Regions from separate parts of the Mus musculus genome. Here region 2 is linked to region 1. The links are chromatin contacts, called in public Hi-C maps. All regions are on one chromosome and are shown on one strand. The core of a region is the stretch at or near the end of the contact, and the rest is flanking DNA. Distances in the headings are between cores, read along the strand shown.

What was found. A called contact is a pair of places that touch in the nucleus more often than the background predicts.
Region 2: a Hi-C map of embryonic stem cells shows a contact between it and region 1, with 1.9 times the contacts expected there. The contact joins two enhancer-like sites. A contact is called at or near these places in 3 of 484 Hi-C or Micro-C datasets (cortical neurons and embryonic stem cells) and 2 of 115 datasets of contacts at active chromatin or transcription factors (astrocytes and embryonic stem cells).

What each region holds. Positions count from the first base shown.
Region 1 is chr11:103,977,830-103,982,957 of GRCm38.p6, forward strand. It overlaps Arf2 (ADP-ribosylation factor 2), which reads left to right. Exons shown (of 5, transcript NM_001304574.1): 4 at 3,865-3,989. Among named protein-coding and RNA genes, the nearest start is that of Arf2, 14 kb to the left of the region's middle. Within about 2 kb of position 2,587, at least 55 of the 459 cell types and tissues checked have an H3K27ac peak or open chromatin away from gene starts, as enhancers often do. A contact at or near this core is called in embryonic stem cells, where this site is marked.
Region 2 is chr11:104,316,820-104,322,176 of GRCm38.p6, forward strand. Mapt (microtubule-associated protein tau) reads left to right here. Exons shown (of 12, transcript NM_001038609.2): 9 at 1,338-1,430; 10 at 4,532-4,613. Among named protein-coding and RNA genes, the nearest start is that of Mapt, 88 kb to the left of the region's middle. Within about 2 kb of position 2,777, at least 133 of the 459 cell types and tissues checked have an H3K27ac peak or open chromatin away from gene starts, as enhancers often do. A contact at or near this core is called in embryonic stem cells, where this site is marked.

The sequences.
Region 1 (5,128 bases), core at 1,337-3,836:
TAACTCAGAGCTCGGGGCTAGAATGCTTTGCCAGTGTGCTGGAGGTCAGCCCCATGCTGGCTTACCTGTTAGACTAGAATCTAGACTCTCTGATTTCCTAACTGATAACTCTAGAGTACATAAAATGGCTCTTTAGTTCTGACATGGATTTTTCTCTTTGATTTGTGGGCTCAGTTTTGGTGGGAGGGTGGCAGTTTGAAACAGGGTCTTTTTGTGTAGCTCTGGCTGTCCTGGAACTCTAAATCTGTAGACTAGGTTGGCCTTGAACTCAGGAATACACCTGCCTTTGCCTCCCAAGTGCTAGGACTAAGGCGTGCACCACCACCATCCATTTAATTACTGAGTGGCAGTTTATCTCTCAAAAGAAAAGAGAAGAGAAAGGGATACAAAGAGAACAGGTTTATTTCTCAGTTTACCTCCCCCACACAACCATATTTATTTCTTTTGTTTACACATACTTTTTTCTACAAGTGTAGCTAATATGATAAATATAATTGTTTATAATATAGTACATATATACATTATACATATGCATAATACAATATATCACAATATAATACATAAGATATATTCCATGATATAATACATATAAAATAATATAATATAATACATATATTTCCCTTACTTGCAGGGTGAGGGGCAAGGCTGAGATCAAACCTAGGCCCTTCCATATGCTAAGCAAGTGCTCTTCTTGATATGTAGGTGAGGCTTGCCTGGAATTCATGGTCCTCCAGCTATATATGGCTCCTCTACAAACTCCTCATGTATCAGTGTGCCTTTTCTCTTGTAAGTGTAGTCATTCTGATGGTGGTTTCCTAGATAAAGACCTGCATTAAAATAGTACAAAGTAGGACCTACTATAAAATTTAATTTATTATTTTTTTTCCAAGACAGAGTTTCTCTGTGTAGCCCTGGCTGTCCTGTACTCACTTTGTAGACCAGGCTGACCTCGAACTAACAGAGATCCACCTGCCTCTGTCTCTTGAGTGCTGAGATTAAAGGCATGTGTCACCACACACAGCTTCTATTTTATTTTTATTTTTTTAAAGATTTATGTATTTTTTTATTAGCATTGATGTTTTGGCTACTTATATGTCTGTATGAGGATGTCAGATCCCTTAAAACTAGAGTTACAGACAGTTGTGAGCCTCCATGTGGGTGCTGGGAATTGAACCCAGGTCCTATGGAAGAACAGCCGGTGCTCTTAACCATTGAGCCATTTCTCCAGCCCCCTATTTTATTCTTAAGGAAAAATATTTTATTTAAAATACTCTATTTTAAAGCACCTGGTTTGGCTCTTGATCTCAGAGGACCCCACCCATGGCCGCTTGGGTCTCATTCACACGAACAGCGTCACCTTTTTGGGAGTATACAGTAGAGGACATGGCGTTTTTCGTGTGTTAGCAAAGTGAGAACAGTCACTTGTGCTCTGTGGGTTTCGCATTGGCAGCTAAGGCTCTGCTTGAATTTCCACATCAGTGGTCTACTTAGTCAGAATTGGAATCCAGAACTTCAGGTAGCATACCAATCCTGTGTGGGTAGGGACTTGAATTTTCCCTTTTTAATCTGATGTGATATATCAGACACAGCCTTGACTTACATGAAAATTCTAAGCATGTCAGAAGCCTTGAGAGCTCTTGTCTGCTGGGTAGACTGCCTGGAGGGCCTGGGACACACAGAGGCACGGGCAGAGGACTAGGCCCAGTTTTCTCCCTTGGACAGTTGTGAAATCTCTGTCATCTGACCCTACTTCCTTCTCTACTAGAGTCTCTCCTCCTGCAGTCTCCCCATGAAAAGTGCCCTGAGCTGGGCACAAGCGCAGTTCTCTCAGCAGCTTACTGTATCTTCAGTCCCTCTGCCTCTGTCCTGTCCTGTGGACTTCCTGTGGGGTTTTTCTGCTGCCTTGTTTCCTCATGGAGCTCTTGAAGGTACCTTGACCCCGTCGATGGCCCTTCTAATATCTGCAGAGACCCATCAGTCTCTGACCAAGTGTTTTCTTCCAGGCAGTTTCCCCATTTGAATCACTTGACCTGGCGTCTGATAATCTGCTGACACTTTGAGACCTCCAGAGTGCCTACAATTTAAGAGTGTTAGGGTCCAGCCCTGTAGTATTCCCACCACGATCCGATTGAGGTCCAGAAGAATCTGCTTGTTTCCATTCACATCCCAGAAATAGAGTAGCTGTCACTACTGGTTGTTCAACCTAGGATCCAGGAAGTTCTTTGGATAACTGGGTCACATTTTTGTCTCAAAGGCCTTGCTTTTACCCAAACATCAACTTGTTATTGTTATTGTCATTGTGGAATACTGACTGAGTCGCTGCCCACCCCTGTAGATTCTTCCTGCTTTACTGCTTCCTCCACCAATAAGGCAAGTCTATACAGGTTTTAGCCCTTCCTTTAGTTGTAATGTGGTGCTTCCTTCAGCCTGCTCTGGCTTTTTGACCTCCTGAGATTTCTCTGCTGATACAGTGGAAGCTGCAAGGCTGACACCCACTACTCTGAGCTGGGCTGCCTTGCACAGTTTAGACTCTTATTTTGAAGGACACAATGACTTTTGTCCTCAGCTATAGCGGGGTGGGGTCCCCCAGCCACCCTTACTTCCTGCTGGGTGGTTATAATTCGGCAGCTTTCACTCCACTAGCTGGTTTACTAGCTTGTGAGGATGAAGCACAGACTCAGGATAGACTCTACTTGAAATCACAGTTTTATTACAGCAAAGGACATACATGCAGCAGTGAACAGGAAAGACCCTAGAGGGTGCCTGCCAGCCACAGCTTCTATTGTCCACTGTTCCAGAATTCAGGGAGCAACCCTTTTCTGCTAGCACATGAATGTGAGATAGTGAACAGTGCTGCCCCCAGGGAGGCCTGTGTGAGCTCCTCGAAGCATTGTTTTATTGGGACTTCATTATAGAGGCACATGGAGTGAATTGTTTGACCATGTGAGTTAAACCCCAGCCTCCCTCCTTCCCCAGAGGCAGTCTTATTAGTATAAACTAGCTGGTGGGCTCCCCACCATCAAAGACTCCCCTCCCATTGAAAGTTCTGTTGACAAAAGGACAACCAAAGTCTTTACTGTGGGTGTCCATAGACTCTTGACATCCTCACAAATGTGACCTAAAAATGTTGAGGGTTTTATAACTTTCAGGTGCCTTGGGTATGTATGGAAGGACAAACAATTTCCCTTTTTGTCTCATGGGGACAAACAGCTTTCATATGACTTGGAATGTCCAGTAGCATCCAGCACTGTTTGCCTGGGAGCTGCCACCTTGACTGTTCATTTTTGTGTTGCCTGTCTTTCCTTCAGGCTTCCTCCCTCAAGCCCTTCTACCTGCTTTCCTGGGACCACTTCCAAGGCAGCAGACCCACTCCTAGCCTTCAGGTCACTCTCTGTTTTAGGGATCATCCTTAAACACTGTCACTGTATACACCGTGTTCTTCCAAAATCCCTTTCCCCTCTGAGATGGAAATGTAGTGACTAATCACTAATCCTAACTTTTCTTTGTTCTTTCTGGTTAATCTGGTGAAGGGCTGTAATCCTTCTGAACAAGATAGGTGGGATGAGTGTACAGTAAGCTTCCTAGGTTGGAGATTATATAGACTTTCTAAAAAGAATGATGGGAAAAAAGAAAAGGAAAAAAAAAGGAAACAGAGTCTCACAATGTATTAATAGCTCAGCCTGACTTTGAACTTGTAGGTGATACTTCTGCCTCAGCCTCTGGAGTGTTGGGGTTATAAGCCTGCACCATCTTCTTGTTTTTGCCTCAGTGCAGCCTCACTGTGAGCAGGGAGCAGCTGTGTGGATATATAAAGAGCTGCTCTCTCCAGGGCCTTGTGCTAATATGCTTGGGATTTCTTTTCAGGTCTGATTTTCGTGGTTGACAGTAATGACCGAGAGCGGGTCAATGAGGCCCGGGAAGAATTGACCAGAATGCTAGCAGAAGATGAGCTCAGAGATGCAGTCTTGTTGGTGTTTGTAAACAAACAGGTATGCACTTGTTGGCTTTCTGAACACTGAGACTGAAGTCTACTGCCAGATGGCACACTTAAATATAAGATACCTAAATTAGATGTCTGCCTCCTCCTCCATCTCCTTTTTAGAATGTCATATACCACTCCATAAATACTGATGGAGCATCTGCTAAGTTCCAGGCTTTGCTGCAGGTATTGATTGCGTACTTAGCAATGAACAAGACACAAAAGTCCCTGCGTTTGTGTTTGCTTTGTAGTGGGAGGAGAGGCAGTGAATTAAGACTACTTAGTCTGTCTGGTGCTAAGTGTGTGGAGGAAGGGAGTGCAGAGCAGCCGTGGGAAGTGCTCGTCTGGGCCAGGAGGGAAGGAGCTACAGGTTCAAGAAGCAGAATGAGGGGCGGACACAGGGAAGATTGGATCCCCTGGGGGGTGGGGGGGCTTGTTGTTGGGGAGGAAGAAGCTCATCTAGGAAGGAAGGGCCATGAATGTGGGGGCAGCTGCACCAAGCCAAAGAGAGGCTGGAGTGGGGCTCTGGAGGTGACCTCTGTTCACCGGCTGTGTCTCCTTCCTCCATCCTGTATGCAGCTGAGATTGCACAGTAACGACAGTGCTGCCACCAGTCTTGTCACTTCAGACTTGCTGAAGGCAGTTTTCATGTCACTTCCTCTCCACAAGCAGGACCTGACTAACTCCCCTGTTACTATGTGGTGCTGATAGGGTCCCCGGCAGGTTCACTGGACAGAACATGCTTTAAGGAAGAAAATCATGGCTTTGTTTTTAATGATAAAAGCAGAACAAGCCAAAGTTTAGAATGTCAATTGAAACATTTTTCCTGTGTGCATATGAGCGTGTGAAGAGCCCTTGGGGCTGTGTGGCTGGGAATGGGGCAGCTTTCTCACACTGTGACTTACCCAGGCTGTCCAAAAACCAATATTTCATTAAAGAAAGCCAGTGTTACATTCTGAATGCTACCTTCTATTCCTTTAGCTTTGATTGTCAGGTAAAAGTCAGATTTCTTGAATCTCTTTCCAGAGACAAGACTTTGTATGCCTCTATAAGCAATTATGTGATTATAGACCTATTTAAATCCCAGAGATGATGGTGTGCATTGTTTTGTAGCCTATATTCTTATTTAGCATCTGTCTGACATTCTTC
Region 2 (5,357 bases), core at 1,527-4,026, 340 kb after region 1:
CTGGGAGCTCCTTGGGCTAGAGGCTTGGTGCCAGCAAGGGATTCCCTGAGAGTTCTGAGCCCAAACAGAGGTAGAACAAAGTCCACCTAGTGTTTGACATGGCTCTGGGAAGTGTAAACTAAAGTGGGTCCAGCCAGCTTCTCAGGACCACTCCCTGCCCACAAACACTTCCTCCTGAATCGAAGGCCCTCAGCTGAAAACATCCTCCATTCGCTCCAGGATGTTTCCAGTGTCCGGTCAGAGCCAAAGCCCAGCGCCGTGGACCGGGCCAGCTGCTTTTGCTGGGAACGGCATTGCAGGCTCCAGTTTCACAACGCCAGCCACCACCCTCTCCCCCTCTGAACCTCAGTGTTCCCGAGCGCTTTGGCTTAACATGACCACTAGCAGTAATTCAAGTCTGCTTTGTAAATATCTATCTAGTGCCAAACACCACAAAAGCTTGTTTCCTTTCCTGTGGGGTTAGAATAAGAAACACACACACACAGGGCGGGGTCTCTATGTATGTTTCAGACCGTGTGCGATTGCTTAATGTCCTCTGATTAATTTGTGTCTAGCAGTCATCTTCCTCCAAAAACCATTTTCTTTGTCAAATCATGAGTTATGTAATCAGTCACATTTCCTTTTTCCTCATTGGCTTCCGGGAAGCTCGGTGCTGAATATAATAGTGCCCTCTTCCTCTTATTTTATTGTTATTATTGTTGTTGTTATTATTGTTGTTATTATTTTGGGTTTTCAAGACAGGATTTCTGTAAATTCAAGGCTAGCCTGGTCTACTACTGAATTTCAGCATAGCTAGGGCTACATAGAGAGACCCCGCCTCAAAATAGCATTAAAAAAAAAAGTTAAAATTAACAGAGGATAGTCTAAAGTAACTAAGTATTGTATGTGCACGCCACTGTGTTCAGAAGGCAGAAGTGGGGTTTTATGACAAGTTCTTTACCCTCCCTGAGCCATCCCACCAGCTCAGCTCAAGACAATCTGGTTTGAAGCCTTTAGCCTTGCCACTCCCCAGCCTTGGACGCTCTTTGTGATAAGGTGCCTTGCACTGGTGTGTCTGTTTGGATTGTTGTTGATCTTTCTTCTCATCACTTGACCCAGGGGACTCCTTGTTTACAGTTGTCACTCCACCCAACCTAGTGACCTCCCAGCTCTGTCCTCCTGTTCCCAGCCATGTTCTCTTCCAGATTCCTTTTGTGACTTCCAGGGTGCCATCCCAGGCAGCTTCTGAGCCCCCTGAGGAGTCAGGGCTCAGACCTGGCTCTCCCCCCACAGCCCAACAGGTCAGGGGGCGATGCTCCGGTGTGGTTGTCTCTCACTCTTTTTTTTGGCTATCAAAGGTGCAGATAATTAATAAGAAGCTGGATCTTAGCAACGTCCAGTCCAAGTGTGGCTCGAAGGATAATATCAAACACGTCCCGGGTGGAGGCAGTGTGAGTACTGTCGCAGTCTCCATGAGGTGTGCTGCAGCCTTTGCTGTAACAAGTGTCATGAGTGTGTCCTTGTGAGACATTGCATAGAATAAATCATCTAGGGCTCAGGACCTCCTGTGTCCCCACAGTGTCTGCTGTCCCCAGACTCCCCTCCCTGTTCCATGGATGGCCCAGCAAAGTAGGGAGAGCAACCCGTTCCAGCTGGCCCTTCTCTGAGTAGCTGGGTCCCCATGGTACCATGTATGTGTTCCTAGAAGCCCCGTAGATATTGGAAATGGGGTTGAAGACAGTGCATCCATGATGTGGGCTGACACCTCTTCCCTCATCTCTGGGGCAGTCTCTGTTGGTTGGGGAGTGGGGAGTCCATATGATCCCACTAGACACTAGGACTTCCTGTTTCATGTCAAGGTCCAAAAGGCCCCTAGCCACTTCTCCATTTTTCATCTGGGTCTCCTTCATCTTTGAAGAGAGGAAAAGATTCCCAGTTCAATTTAGCACTCCCCTCCCCCCAGGACAGGGACTCTGGTTGCACAGAGCCTAACACCGAGGTGACAGGTGTCAGTTGCCTGCATTGTTTGCCAGAGAAGGGGTTTTAAATGTCTCCTCCTTTAAACACCACTGGGGACCCCCCCCCCCCCCCCCCCGCACATCCTCAGCGAGTCCCTGCAAAGAGATGTTCTTAGGTTCCCTCAATGGGCTTAGGGATTCCCTTTGTTCTCTTGGCTGGCCGGTGCCCAACAGGGCAGGATTTGTAAAGTGGCCCCAGGCTTCTCCCTGCCAGCTCCCCCTCCCCTGTTCTGGGTCAGTCCCAGAACGGACCTGGGCTCTCTGATTGAGCTGCAGGCTCCACCTCTCGAGCGTGCGTGCTGGAATGCAGGGGTGGGCTCTCTTTCCTGAAAGTGCCGAGCCCACAGGGTTTATTCTTGCAATGTGCTCCTGCCTCCGGCCCCGACACCTGCCCTGCCTTCTGCCTCTTGGACCGATGGCCCCAGAGCAGCAAGTGCTGGCCCTGTGGCTACTGCCTTCTCACGCTTACTCACCGTGTCTGCCTTTTCCTCTGTCCTCCACTCCCCGCTGGCCGATCCTGCCACCTCCCTTACTTGTTTTGCTTCCTAAGGAAAGGCGGGGCTGTTGGCTACACTGCGGTTACTGCCCTGCCTGCCGGTTGCCTTCTCAACGTATAGAAAGATATGGGTTGCGGGAAAGGGTGATCTTTAAGATCGCCGTCCTTGTCCCTGGGCTCTGTAATGTTGTTTATGATACGTTAGCTTCCCAGCCCAGGCTGCTGTGGTTAGGGAGGGAAGCCAGAAGTGTCTGGTTTTGCTCACGTCTGGTCTGTTGCTGGGTCTGAGCGCTCCAGCTCCCAAGGGCTGCAGAGGGCAGATGCTCCTGTAGGGGAAGTTGGGAAAAGGCAGCTCTCAGGGCAGCTCGGATCACATGCTGGTTGTCTGATGAGGCTGCAGTGCCTAGGGTATCAGGGAACTTTATAACTAAGGTGTACTGCAGTTTGCCAGCCTTTGAGCTAACCTGTGACCTTATATAGAATCACAAGATAGCCTGGCCTGTGGCCTGTGGCCACTGTTGACTACAGAATGGACCTGTGGAGAAAGCTTTCTTAGGGAGGGGGACTGGTGGCATTTGGGTTGTAGGATTCCAGGCTTCCCATCTAACTTGCTCCTGGCTCTCTCTAGGGTGGTGGGAACTGCAGCAGGGAAGCTGCTTCTCCATCTCCACCTCCTGGCTGGGCTGTGGCCTCCTCTCTCGGGCTGCTCTGTGGGATCTAGTACCCTAGTCAGCTGCTCCCCCATTCCTTTCTTCTCTGGCTATCCCAAGCTTCCAACATCTCCTGTCCCCCAACATACCCCCTGGTACTGACTCTCTAATGACTCTACCTGGGCTCTCCCATCATCACCTGCCCCAGAACTCCTACTGGCCTCTGGGTCTGTTTGCAGGAGGTCCTTGGGTTTATCTGCTCCTTACCCACCCTCCTCTGCAGGGGCAGGCTGACACCCTTATGACTTATGAGGCCATGGCCCTCCTCTTCCATCAGGTCTGTTAGCAGAACACACACACACACACACACACACCCCATAACACAAAACACCATCAGCCGTGAAAACGAGGGATTTATCCATTGAGACCTCCGTAGAAACCACTTTGCTTTATTGATTCTTGAACATGTGGCACCCCTCTCCCAGGACAGATGAGCCTCCTCACCCCTGGAATGACCATGGTCTGTATGGGAGACCCATGGGACTCTGCAAGTGGCAGCTAGTGACCAGCTAAGCTGTAAAACCACAGATCAGAGAGACAGGCTTCCAGGAGCCCCATCTGCCTGGGTGGTCTCCTTCAGAGTGTCCTGTCAGGAAAGCAACTGTCATTTTCCAGAGCACACATTACTGCTGGGCCACATGAAGGGCCCTTGGGCTGGCGGGTCCCCCCCACCCCCCTTCCCCAGTGTGTCCTGTCTGCTCACTCATGCTTGCTGAGACACTTACTGCAGCTGTGGTTTCTGCCGTGCGCCTGCCTTCTGTTGGTGTTGCTTCGCTCTTCTCAGTAGAGGCTGAAGTGTTCAGGAGACTATGTGTCCAGACACCAACTGGCTCTCCTTCTGGGTCATAGAGCTGGTCTGGGTCCTGTTTGCCGACTGGTAATCCAGGACCATGGGAGCTTCCTGGGTGAAGCAGACTCACCCTCACCAGCTTCTCCTGAGTCTTTTTCTGAGGAGAAGATGCAGGGCTGTGAAGGCTTCTTCCTCCACTGGGTGTCATTGGCCTTTCATCAATAAAACGATGTATGCTTTTATATTTAAGTGTCTGCTACAGAGATGGTCACGTACAAGGACCAGGCACCTGCTTTTCCATGAGAGTGTCTTGTGTTTCTGGGATGTTTAGGTCCCTAAGCTTCCTGGTGAGGACCCAGCTCCCTGGGGGGTGGGGGGTGGCTGGATTTGGGGAGCCTATTTTCCATCCTGAGTGGGGGTGTATGCAGCAGCTGATGGGAGCCACTGACAAATGGTCCATCAGCCTTTGTGCTGTGTTACACCCCTAGTAACATAACCCCCTTTATTCTCTCTCTCGCCCATCCTCTTTGACCTGCAGGTGCAAATAGTCTACAAGCCGGTGGACCTGAGCAAAGTGACCTCCAAGTGTGGCTCGTTAGGGAACATCCATCACAAGCCAGGTAGCACTTGAGGAAGACAGGCTTTGGGACAGGAGTGCTGGCTGGAGTGGGGGGTGCTTCCTAGAATAGGCCAACCTGGGCAGTGAATGTTAAATGTGAAAGTACTGTGTGGCCTTGGACCTGGGTCTGTCTCTGTTGTGAGCCTAGACAAGGGGTGGAGGAAATGGTTTTATATCCCATCCTGTGGCTCTCCAGAAAAGTCTGTATAAAAGGACCAGCCATGGGTTTGATTGGGTCCCTCCCACCCCCAAAGGCCGGCTCTGTGAACATCTCAGCTTTGTCACAGCCAACATGGGGGACACTTCAATTGCATCAGCTATAACATGAGAACTTTTGGGCTGTTGTCTCATCTTCGCTGTAACATTGTTCAAAGAAAGCATTCTTCCCAGGAAAACAGGCCAGGTCACTCCCTCTCCTGCTATACCCTAGTGTGGTGACCTGAGCCACAGGGGAGGTTAGGGTGTCTCTCCTCATGGTGCATTTGACAGGCGGTTTGATTCCAAGGTCTTGAGGGGCTGTGGCTTACAGAATGTTCCTAAGTAAATCTCCACAGCTGGAAGGCATCCGGCTTAAAATTTAGTGTGCCTTCTCTTGGCCATGCTTCCTGTACCACTGAACGATCTCAGGAGGAAGATTCTGCAGGGTAAATATCCCATGTACACGGTCTCGATCAGAGAAGAGGCAGGTAGTTTGCAAGCCCTAAAAAGGGCTTCCTGTGGCTAAACCTCTTTCTAGATAAAGGAG